Linked DNA regions of Mus musculus: regions 2, 3 and 4 are each linked to region 1. A link is a contact called in public Hi-C, HiChIP or PLAC-seq and promoter capture Hi-C data. All regions are on one chromosome and are shown on one strand. The core of a region is the stretch at or near the end of the contact, and the rest is flanking DNA. Distances in the headings are between cores, read along the strand shown. Region 1 holds the start of Ints14 (integrator complex subunit 14). Region 2 overlaps Megf11 (multiple EGF-like-domains 11). Region 3 overlaps Megf11 (multiple EGF-like-domains 11). Region 4 overlaps Megf11 (multiple EGF-like-domains 11).

Evidence for each region. Promoter capture Hi-C pulls out the DNA fragments that hold promoters and counts their contacts. Hi-C and Micro-C count contacts between places; a contact is called where the count stands out from the background. HiChIP or PLAC-seq counts read pairs in DNA pulled down with a chosen protein or histone mark.
Region 2: a contact with region 1 is called in a promoter capture Hi-C map of hippocampal neurons, with 2.2 times the contacts expected there. The contact joins the enhancer-like site here to the promoter of Ints14 in region 1. A contact is called at or near these places in 7 of 39 promoter capture datasets (the 3T3-L1 cell line, the HPC-7 cell line, the SN4741 cell line and 4 more) and 1 of 115 datasets of contacts at active chromatin or transcription factors (large pre-B cells).
Region 3: an H3K27ac HiChIP or PLAC-seq map of microglia shows a contact between it and region 1, with 5 times the contacts expected there. The contact joins the enhancer-like site here to the promoter of Ints14 in region 1. A contact is called at or near these places in 2 of 39 promoter capture datasets (the HPC-7 cell line and hippocampal neurons), 3 of 115 datasets of contacts at active chromatin or transcription factors (bone marrow-derived macrophages, large pre-B cells and microglia) and 2 of 9 other capture datasets (adipose tissue and macrophages).
Region 4: a contact with region 1 is called in a Hi-C map of the N1E-115 cell line, with 4 times the contacts expected there. The contact joins the enhancer-like site here to the promoter of Ints14 in region 1. A contact is called at or near these places in 13 of 39 promoter capture datasets (the 3T3-L1 cell line, 3T3-L1-derived adipocytes, the HPC-7 cell line and 9 more), 1 of 15 datasets of contacts at CTCF or cohesin (the NIH/3T3 cell line), 3 of 484 Hi-C or Micro-C datasets (the HL-1 cell line, the N1E-115 cell line and embryonic fibroblasts) and 1 of 115 datasets of contacts at active chromatin or transcription factors (large pre-B cells).

Annotation. Positions count from the first base shown.
Region 1 is chr9:64,959,544-64,962,243 of GRCm38.p6, forward strand. It overlaps Ints14 (integrator complex subunit 14), which reads left to right and starts at 1,289. Exons shown (of 13, transcript NM_001077631.2): 1 at 1,289-1,395; 2 at 2,151-2,455.
Region 2 is chr9:64,531,712-64,534,411 of GRCm38.p6, forward strand. All of the region lies in intron 4 of Megf11 (multiple EGF-like-domains 11), which reads left to right. Among named protein-coding and RNA genes, the nearest start is that of Megf11, 150 kb to the left of the region's middle. Within about 2 kb of position 1,435, at least 35 of the 459 cell types and tissues checked have an H3K27ac peak or open chromatin away from gene starts, as enhancers often do. A contact at or near this core is called in the HPC-7 cell line and hippocampal neurons, where this site is marked.
Region 3 is chr9:64,451,551-64,454,250 of GRCm38.p6, forward strand. All of the region lies in intron 1 of Megf11 (multiple EGF-like-domains 11), which reads left to right. Among named protein-coding and RNA genes, the nearest start is that of Megf11, 67 kb to the left of the region's middle. Within about 2 kb of position 1,376, at least 62 of the 459 cell types and tissues checked have an H3K27ac peak or open chromatin away from gene starts, as enhancers often do. A contact at or near this core is called in the HPC-7 cell line, bone marrow-derived macrophages and microglia, where this site is marked.
Region 4 is chr9:64,636,995-64,639,694 of GRCm38.p6, forward strand. It overlaps Megf11 (multiple EGF-like-domains 11), which reads left to right. Exons shown (of 25, transcript NM_001134399.1): 6 at 1,241-1,487. Among named protein-coding and RNA genes, the nearest start is that of Gm36311, 48 kb to the right of the region's middle. Within about 2 kb of position 1,382, at least 36 of the 459 cell types and tissues checked have an H3K27ac peak or open chromatin away from gene starts, as enhancers often do. A contact at or near this core is called in the N1E-115 cell line, where this site is marked.

The DNA of each region.
Region 1 (2,700 bases), core at 39-2,538:
ACGAGGACGACGACAACAAATCTGAACACCTATCAGATCATTAAAAATGAGCAAACTAATTAACTTAAGTTTAGTCTTTAAGGTCATAAACCAGACCATGTATCTAAGCTGGCCTAGAACAGCAATCCATGGCTGAATCATCACCACAATAGAGCAACTAGACAGATAACTCCTCTGTCTGCATAGTCTTGGCCAGATCTCTCCCATTACGGCTAAGTAATCAGGCTATATATTCTTACTTACCTAGAGCCCCATAACTGTTCAAACATAGCAAGGTCTTTTGAAATATTGAAACTAGCCTGGTTGGAGAAAGATGTCCTGCAGCAAACAAAAGCTAAGTCTACAGGCCATGCGGCCTTGATATTGGTTCCCCAGAGTCTAGTGTTGGCTTTCTCTGCCACCTCTAATAGAAAGAGGAAACATTAAAGAACAACAAACACTTTCCCACGGAGCAAGTTGTGGTAAGTCAGTTCTAAGAGTTTCCCTTCCTTATCCCGCTTGCAACCCATAAGCTTAAAGAAAGCCATATGCCTAAGACTTTACAGGGAGCTCTGTGTTCTCACTTGTAATTGCTGTTGTGAAGTATTGGTCTTTGAACCATAACTACCCAGCGTTCTGTTAGCATCCGTTGAGGCCTACTACTAACTGACATTCTCCAGGCCCCTACAGCCCACAGGGTTAGCAAGTCACCTTTTGCCCACCTCACCCTCTCATCCCCGCCCAGGAACTCCCTGAGGCATATGCTATGCTAGGGACACCTGGTGGAGAGAAGCAGGCAGGGACCCTCAAAGCCTTACATGGAATCCTAAAAGCAAAACCTTCAGCACATCTCAGGCACAAAAGCAATAACTGAGTCACGCTTCTGCCGGTCTCAAAGTCAGGGTAGGGAAATAACGTGGTACTAAGATCTCAATGCAACTTAGACTCAGGGCAGCCAGGTGCTTACAGTCTGAGCACTCAGCCGGGGATTACAGTTTTTTAAGAGTAGGAAGAGCATCCTACTGTTCTGTCGGTGTGACTGAGAATTCTGAAGAAGAAAAGCAATGACAGAAATGTTAGACACTGGCCAGGGGTCTACAGGTTAATAAAAAGGCAAAGCAGAGATAAATGGAGGGAGGCACCCAGAATGGGGTAAGACAAAGGGGGAAGGGCCAGAAACCCCCCGCAGGGCTCAGCCTGGGAGGAAATTGGGGCTCCGTGGGCAAGAGACAGAGGAGGAGCACCCCCTAGCGTCCCGGGAGAGCCACAACCCAGCGCCCGTGGGCTGGAAGCCCCGCCCAGCCCACGCTATTCGCTGCCTCCGGGTTCCCTTATGTCGCACGGCCCTTAAGTTCCGGCTATGGCGCGCGGACGGAAGGTTTAAGCGGACGGACAGAGGCTGGAGATGGGCTCCGGGTAAGTCAGGGAATGTGCCTGTTGAGGGCTGTGTTTCGATGGCGGTTGGGGTTACAGGGGAAGGAGTGGAAGGAACAACACAGGGCGGGCGGCGGACCTTCTCTGAGGCCCGCGTAGGGTGGCGGTCTCAGGGGCGCTGGCTCCAGGGCCTGCGACAGGCCTGCCCTCTGTGTGGCCCGGGTCTTGTAAGCAGCAGGATTCCGCGCTTGGGGCCGTGTTTCTTCCTCCCCTGAGAGTCTTCCGTCCCTGGACCCTGAGACTTCCGTCCCCTCTTTCCCCGAGAGTTCCATACAACAAATGTTTTGGGCTCGTTTTAAAGGTAAAGGTCTATTCTTCAGTTGCAGTCTTAAGTGAACTCTGCTGCACTTCAGGCTACCCATTCAGATATTAATCATCTGAGAATTTAGAGGAATTCGTAGGGCAAGCCAGAGCGACAGAAAAGCCGACGTGTATGCACTTAGAAACTGAAGTGGAGCTTTGAGAGATTCCTGAGCGTCAAATTGCTATGAATGGGCTAATGATCCCCTTCAGAGTAGAACTATAAATGTAATTGATGGCTTTTAGAGCAGTCATGTGGCGAGGATGTATCATCAGGAGTAGACTGTCCAGGAGAAAGAAAACCCTTGGTTATCTGAAACATTGTAAAATGGTACCAATTGGAAAGGCTGAGGGCGGTGTGGGGAAATTTGATCAGAGTCAGCCCAAGTGAGAAATACATCGTGTTATCTACTAATGAGAGATCTTTTATTTTTCAGTTTTGTGGCTAAGCCCAGACTGCTTGAGTGAAACAGCCTTCAGGGACGTTCCATTCTTTCGTTTATCCCAGTGCTTACAACCCAAAAACAAAATTGGATTGCCACAAGTCGGCCACGGCTGAGGAAGTGCACTCGGGCCCTGACACAAATGCATCAGTCAGGAGAAAGAGCCAGCTTCTCAGGTGTCTTCAGAGAAGGCCAGACTGACAGCTGCGGTCACCCATTGCAGTGCTAGCAGCAATTTCATGGACTGGAAGTGCTTGTTGGTACTTGATCCAGAAAACTGTTTCTCAATCTCTTAAGAGGTGAGGGCGTGATCATCAGCTTTAAAAACCATAAAGGCTTCCGTGCATAAATGTGACCCACAAGAGCTGGATAAACTGCACCTGAGCAGAAGTGCAGGACTCCCTGGTGGCTCTGCTTAAATAAGAAAGTGTATTTTTGTGTACAGAGTTAAAATTTACAATGTATTTTCCTAATGAATTAATGTATGTTGTATTAGGGGTAGTTCATTGGTTATGTTGAGATTTTGATGAGCACCTGCTGTGTG
Region 2 (2,700 bases), core at 185-2,684, 430 kb before region 1:
AGACTGGTATCAAAAGTTCTCTAGGGTGGGCACCAAGCACCCTAGCCATACCTGCTGGGAGCTGTGCTTCCTACCAGTCTGTCAAGAGCCTCCTTCAGCTCCTGATGTAGACTCTGGTGGAGTCAGAAGGGACCTGGAGCCAGAGGTGGGGAAGGGCAAGCTTGGCAGCATTGCATACAAGCTCTGAGAAGGCAGATTTCAGTGCAGGGAAGCGGAGCGCTTTCTAGTGATGGGAGCTGTCCAGAGTATCAGGGACAATGTGGATTTATTCCATCAAATACCCAACAGCTGTTTACAAAGCTGCTCAGTGCTCGTGCTGTGTCGGACCCCAGGATGTGGCAGGGAGAGTAAAAGAGTATCATTCTTCCAGTGTAGAGCCAAGCAGTGTCATGTATCCAGTGTCATGTGACCAGTGTCATGTGATCAGGAGGGGTTGGGAAGGTGCTAGAACCACCTAACCTATGGAGGCTATCCAGGGACTGCTTCTTGTGGTGGGTGACATTTGAAGTGAGACCTCCATCGGTCATGTTCAGAAGGGATGCTAGTTGGTGCAAAGGCCTGGGAGCTGGAAAGAACCATTTTCCCCTGAGGATGTGGTTACAGCTGATTGAGACAGGCTGGAACAAAGCAGCTGTTTGCTGCTGTCAGAGCTGGGCTTGGAATTTGGCGAGGAACTACAAATGCTAACGTCTAATGAAGTAGAGGTAGCCCTCTCTGCAAAGATGCTATGCCTCTGAGTGTCTTCAGAAGTCTCTGAACTCAGCATGTCTATATGTTCCCTTGTATGTATGTATGTATGTATGTATGTATGTATGTACTTTTGTGTTCATGCATACGTGTTCACATGTGTGTGAGAGGGTGTGGAGTCCAGAGGTCAACCTCAGTTGTCTTCCTCAATCTGTTTCACCTTATTTTTGAGACAGTCTCTCACTGAACTCACGATTCACCTAGGCTGCCTTGGCTAGGGAGCCCCATAGACCTAGTGTTGAAGACCTATGTCTCTATACCTGTTTTTTTGTTTTGTTTTGTTTTGTTTTTGTTTTTTTTTATATAGGTGCTGAGACTCGAACTCAGATCCTCATGCTTGCATAGCAAGCACTTTACTGACTGACTCAGCAAACTCGTTGCTACCTCTTCTAAACCAGCAGTCTTGTCTTGAGCTAGGATTTCTGAGCCCTTCCGGGGCCTCCTGGGACAAGCTTAATCTTGTTTTCCCCTCCCAACCCTTGGGTTGCTCAGTGCTTTGCAGATAGGCAGTGGAGACTTTGTAACAAGGGTCATTTTAATTGCTATAAAGCCTGACAGGGAGAGGCACGGGACTCCCACTCATGGCTGTCCAACTGACAGCTGCATGCTGGCCCACTAACATCTGCTTGAGACCTGTCAGATGGAACACAGGGAACACAGGAACTGTGCACTGGTTCATCTGTCCATTCTCCATTGCCACCTCTTTGGGAACTCTGTCACTCAAACCACAAGAAGAGAGCAGCTCCTTTGAGACAGGCTAAGTTTTAAGAGAGAAACAGAACTTTTTTTTTTTTTTTTTTTTTTTAAATCAGTGTTGAAAAGGAAAAGGAAAAAAAAAAAAAAAAGGACTTGACAAGCCTCATGCTTTGCTTGCCTGGTAGGTGGTGAGGATCAATTTCCTAAAGAAAAAAAATCAATCAGTCGGAATGTGTCTTTCTGGAGAAAGTCTGGCATCTGTCAAATGAGGGAAAAAAAGACCTAGAAAAACCTCTCCTCGGGTCATGGGCTGGGGGGTTTGCTGACTCAGGCCGTATGTTCCAATGCCATTAACAAGTTAAAAGCTGTTGCTCCTTGCAGGGACACAGGGTGGGGGGTGGGAGCAGCTCAACTGTGAAAATCCTCTACAAATTGGGGAAGGCTGGGCTGCCAGGAGCAGAGCCCGGGCCTTCTGCACCCACGGAGGTTGCCGACTGCCATGCCATGGCTTTTATCAGGCCCCGCGGTTGGCAGGCTTGCTGTATGCAGGCACCTGATAGCAGCGTTCTGACAGGTGGCAATTTTAATTGGTAAACCGTTTCTCTCCGTTAAGCCACGTTCGAAGCAAGTCAGGCTAATATCTTAGGATGATTGGTAGAGATGTGAGGGAGGTCCCCTGGTGTAGGTGGGGGGTAGGGGTGTTATCATCTGGTGTTTGAGGATAGATGGCTCCCCAGAGCTCTATAGAATGGGACGGAGGCTCGTCCTCCCCACTGGCTTTGGCTGTGACAAGACAGGCTGTGCCAGCTGCAGTCACTGGCATTTTTCTAAGAGGCATTTTTCAGGGCTGGGCTGTTGCTAAGTTGGTAGAGTGCTTGCCTAGCATTCTGGAGGCTCTGGATCTCATCCACCCTCAGCACTGGAGGGACGGGATTGGTGGCACAAGCTGCGATCACAGCATCCAGGAGGCATAGGCAGGAGGGTCAGAAGTTCAAAATCATCTTCAGCAACATAGTAAGTGGAGGCTAGCCTGGAGTACTCAAAAAACAGACAGATAGAAAGACAGACAAATAAGCAAAACCAACCAACCAGCCAACAAACAAACGCCCTTTGCCATCCTGCCATGGAGCTGAGGCTTAAGTGTAGTCAGGTGTTTTAGCTGAGTGGCGCATTCACCCTCAGGCAGACTGGCATGGCCCATAGAGGAGAGAGTAGATCCTGGATCAGGACGGGCAGGGGTCCAGTTCATGTTGACTG
Region 3 (2,700 bases), core at 126-2,625, 510 kb before region 1:
CAGGGGAGCCCTCAGGACCGAGAGTGTATGGGGGTCTGCAGGGGAGCCCTCAGGACCCAGAGTATATGGGGTCTGCAGGGGAGCCCTCAGGACCCAGAGTGTATGGGGGTCTGCAGGGGAGCCCTCAGGACCCAGAGTGTATGGGGTCTGCAGGGGAGCCCTCAGGACCTAGAGGGTATGGGGTTTGCAGGGGAGCCCTCGGGAAGGGACACCTGGGCTGGATGGTGTGAAGAAGATCATCAGCCAAGAGTGGGAACTACAGACAGTTCCTCTGTGAGTGTGTGTGTGTGTGTGTGTGTGTGTGTGTGTGTGTGTGAGAGAGAGAGAGAGAGAGAGAGAGAGAGAGAGAGAGAGAGAAAATGAATGTTTGCTAGAGAGCTTTGAAGTGCATGCGATGAGGCCTGGTAGAGATGAGAGGCACGGAAGCTAAGTGGTTAGGGTAAGGGGAGGGGCCTAAGGCACAGCCTGACTTGTGGTCTCTGATCCCTTCCATGCAGAAGAGTTCACAGAACTATGTGAGGTCATTGTGGGTGGTGGGGAGAGTCAGGGTGGGAGGTGATAAGGACATGTCAAGTCTAGTTTGAGGAGATCACCCTGCTTTGTGGAGGGGATTGGGTGAGGACTTCCAGTAGGCACCTAGGACAGGCCCGGGCAAGATGGTGGCCTTTGTGTGGGACAGAGTGACAGAGAGGATGTAGGTCAGTGGAAGTGGAAATGACATCCTAGGTAGGGACAGGTGGGGCCACAGAGACTTTCCTGATGCACCCCAGTGTGCACACATTTGAAGCCTAGAGCTCGGGGAAGAACAACCTATCCCAGGCCAATCATGCTGTAACCAAGGATTTGGAGGGACCCACTGCCCCTAAGTTTCCCTTGCCAACCCTCCTGCTCCCCACCTCCACAGCCTGGCAGCCATCGTTCTGCTTTATGTCTTCATGGATTAGGATGCTTTGCTGAGGTTTCTGGAAGAAATGGAAGCATATATGATTAATGTACGCTCTCTTCTCCCTGCCTGTCTTCTTTCAGGCGCATAATTACCTTGAGATCTGTAAGCAGAGGACATGCAAACCCTTGTCTTAAGCCTGTAAGGCCTGTGGCGGTCAAAGCCAGGTCCATAGACAGCAGCATCTGTAGAGACGGCACCGAGGGAGCTTGCATGAAGAGGTTAGGGGCAGGTAAAGTGCTTGCCTATTGAGGCTAAAGTGCCGGGTTCGATCCCCAGTACTACATAAATGGGCCCAGTGGCGTGCACCTATAACCTCAGGACTTGGGAGGTGCAGGAGAGTCAGAAGTTCCAGGCTAATCTAGGCTACCAAGTTCAAAGTCAGCTTTTGCTACGTGATTTCCTGTCTCAACGAACAAAAAGCAGAACCTTAACTCTGGTCATCTGCACAGTGACAAGAGTGTCACGTGACCTGAATGCACCAGGGAAGTTAAGCTAGACAGTCTGGGTGACCTCTCTGAGACGGTGTCTTTCTTCACAGTGAGTCAGGTGTGGGGCTAGGAGCTGAGTGGACCCCATGTGACAGTTTATCATCATGACACAACTTTACTTTTTTGCCACACCTTTTTGCCTTGTGTATATTCTCATGCCCCTGTCCTCAGTCTTATATGTGGCCCCTTTGATGCGTTTGCAATCTGTTGCAAAAATGCAAAAATACTTAATGTCATTCTGTGTTCTTCTATTTTTTAAGTGTACACACACTGTTGTTTTGTTTTGTTTTGTTTTGTTTTGTTTGCTATGAGACAGGGTTTCTCTGTGTAGTCCTGGCTGTCCTGGAACTCACACTGTAGACCAGGCTGGCCTTGAACTTAAAGATTCACCTGCCTCTGGAATTAAAGGCATGAGCTGCCACTGTCTGGCTTTATTTACACACCTTATGGTGCTTCAAATTGCCCACTACCAACTTTTCCCAACAGCATCTTGCTCTGCCCACATCTCATCTTCCTGAGGCTGGGTGGTCCCCAGTGTATGAGGTTCCACTTCCTGTTACTCATCTCATCCTGCCAGGCTAGGCCCATCAATAAGGCCTCCAGCTCGCCTCCACTACAAACAGCTTCTCCCTGAAGGCCAAGCTTGAGCCTCCATTGTGGTCACAGACTAAATGACCGAAGCCCCCTCCAGCCGAGGCTGCTTTTGCAAAAGAAAGACCGTGGTGAGTTGTGAGGCCTCTGCGCTGTCAGACAGGAGATCTGAACAGTTATGTTTTCCTTTGAGTTAAGTTTGTGGCTGACACCGCAAAGGGGCTTCGATCCTTTGATTGGCAGAGTCCCCGAGCCCTTGGCGGTCCCCCTGAGTGCCTGAAGTTTTTTACCTTGTGAATAATACAGCAGCTGCCCCAGGGAGCTGAAGGCTGCACTGGTCTGCAGGCCTGTTTTAAAATCCCAATTCTGCCAACTCCTCAGATGGGAGTGACAGTTCCTGCTCCCATGTAATCATTTATAGATCAGGTAATGATTTCCCCCTTGGTGTAATGACAGCGCTATTCTTGGGGGAGCTGGTCAGCTTGTCAAATACTGCTGATGCTCCCTTCGCTGTGGGCAGGGAGGACCAAGAGCAGTGGCTCTGTTTGCTATCTCTCCTCACTCCTGGTAGCAAAAGTCACTTCTTTCAGAGGACTCTCGCCTTGTGACAGGGACATGAGGGCTGGCAGATTCTATCTACCTTTGGTTCTGAGGTCACTGGAAGGCAGTCTATCT
Region 4 (2,700 bases), core at 132-2,631, 320 kb before region 1:
CCTTCTTGTGCCTGCTTAGCACCTGAGTGCTTCTGTGTATCTGTTCACCCCAAGGACACCCTTCCCATACCACTCACCTGACCCTTTCCTCCCAGGGTCTAAATCCTAGAAAGCTTGGGTACAAAGATCAGCTGGCCATCTGTGCCCACAGGCAGCAGAGCCACCCTCCACTCCAGCTTGCCCAGGGCTGAGGTGCTCTTTGGAATTGAGGACTTTCGGTGCTGAAAGCAAGACAGATGGTCCTCTGGCAGGCAGACAAGTGAGCCATCTTTCACTGCCCTCTTGCAATGTGGAGCCCTCACCTGACTGCCTTAACTGGAAGCAATCTTTCTTGCCTAGAAACAGAAATCCTAGAACAGTATTTGTGCCTGTCATTAACCAAACTCCACTCCCACTCAAAGCTCCCAGTTGTTGGGGGACGTCTTATATTTGTTGTGCCCTGAGTGCACCAAAAGGGTCAAAGTGGGAGGTGATAACAGGCTGGGTAACTTTCCTGAAGTTCTGGGCTACTCTGTCCCTTTCCGTGGCTTAGAATGCAGGTCTCCAGAAAGCCATCAGTCTTGGAAACATTTAATTACAGGAATGGATCTCCTAGGTTGTCTGTCACCTCCCAGGGATACAATTTTTTTTTCCTGCTCTTTCTGAAGGAGCTTGGGCAGTGAGGAAATTGAACTGAGGAAGCAAGTAGGGGGCCTGAAAGTATTCCTGGAAGGGAGGAGGAGGAGGGAAGGGAGAGCCAGGGGTGTGCACAGTGAGTCAGAACCGTCCTTAAGTAAATGAGAATGTGAGAGGTTAAGACTGTGAGTGGGACAGAGAAAAGAGGGCTTCACAGGCCGACATGAGGCTGGGCCCAGCTGCCTGGAGAGGAACAGGGTCACAGAGCAAGGTGGCAGGCATGGCAAGAAAAGGTCCAGCTGAGAGGAGTAAGGATAGATAGACCAACCAAAGAGAGCTTCCCAGAGACAGAGGGAGGCAGAAAGCTGTGACCAGGTTTGCATTGGAGGAGGTGCCCGTGGCATCGATTGAAGTGAGCAGCAGCGCTGGAAGGCCTTTGAGGCTATGCCTTCTTTAGCTCCCGTGAACACTCGGTGGCTTGGTGGAGCCTGACAGAGGTCTCCAGATGCCAAGGACTCCATCCAGATACCCGCAACAGCTTGGTCTCCAGGGGCAGAGGAGATGGTAAGGCCAAGTGGACCCTCGTTCTAAGGAAAGCTCTGACCCAGAGTATCCTTTTTTGCAGGCTGTGACAGCGAGCACTGGGGTCCCCACTGCAGCAACCGGTGTCAGTGTCAGAACGGCGCCCTGTGCAACCCTATCACCGGCGCCTGCGTGTGCGCCCCGGGCTTCCGAGGCTGGCGCTGTGAGGAACTCTGCGCTCCTGGTACTCACGGCAAGGGCTGCCAGCTGCTCTGTCAGTGCCACCATGGCGCCAGCTGTGACCCGCGCACTGGCGAGTGCCTCTGCGCTCCTGGCTACACAGGCGTTTAGTGAGTAGCGAGGGCGTGGCTTGGGGTGGGGCCAGGGCGAGATCAGGACTCCAGGGGTGGGGAAAGAGGGGTGGGGCAGAGCCAGGAGACTCTGCTGGATGCCCAGCTGGGGACAGGGTGGGGGGGGGTGGGGGGGTGTAGGGAGGTGGGTAGCGTGGCCTGAATGACCCTGGTTTGGAACAGGTCAGGGCTGTGGCCTGGAGGCTCTCACCAGGGCTTTCAAGGCTTTTGGGCCACTTCTTAGCACCCTAGTAGGCAGGAAGAGCAGAAAGTCCCGGTTGTGACATCTGCCCTCTGACCCCAAGTGCCCCAGTGTCTTTAAGTACCCAGGCCTCACCCCTACAAGTCTCAGATTCAAGCCCTTAAATACCTGGTCCTACTGGAGACAACTCACATGGCCAGAGGGCCCTTCCTAGTTAAGGGACACAAGTGAGTTTGACCTCCTCTTCTAACTTTCATACTATGCCTGTTTGCCCCATCCTAATTGGGCCTGGTTAGAGCCCATCTGATGTATCATGTGCAGATTGGCCCCTCACTTCTGTGTCCTGGGGAAGCCATACTGATAGGGATTCCCCAGGGCAGCTTATTGGACACTCTCACAGACAAGACTGGTGCTGTCTTTCCAGCCCAGCTGAGGCTCTCTAGTGTTCTCTTAGATCCATAGCAGAAGCCAAGGATGCTGGCCATAAGACATCCTGGATTGACAGGCTCTCCTGCCCCAGTATCTGATCAGCTCCCATGAGGCCATGGTCATTGGAATGAGACCCAAGGCAATGATACAGACCTTCCCTACACTCCCACAGTGGCTGGTCCCCACACATGGCAGCTGGGAGCCTCTCAGAGCCCAGGAAAGACATTCCTTGGAGTTTCCAGCTTTTACCTTTGAAAACAGGCAGGTTTTCAGGGGCTGGAGAAATGGCTCAGTGGTTAAGAGCACTGGCTACTACTCTTCCAGAGCTTCTGAGTTTAATTCCCAGCAACCACATAGCAGCTCACAACCATCCTATAATAGGATCTGATGTCCTCTTCTGACATGCAGGCATACATGCAGAGAGAGCACTCATACACATAAAGTACATTTTTAAAAAAATCTTTAAAAGAGAGGAGAAGAAATAGGCTAGTTTTAAAAGGCAAAATCCAGGGCCACATCTTAGCACTGTTGCTTGTGATTTTTTTACCCATCTGGCGTGCCCTTTCACCCTCTCCGTGCAAT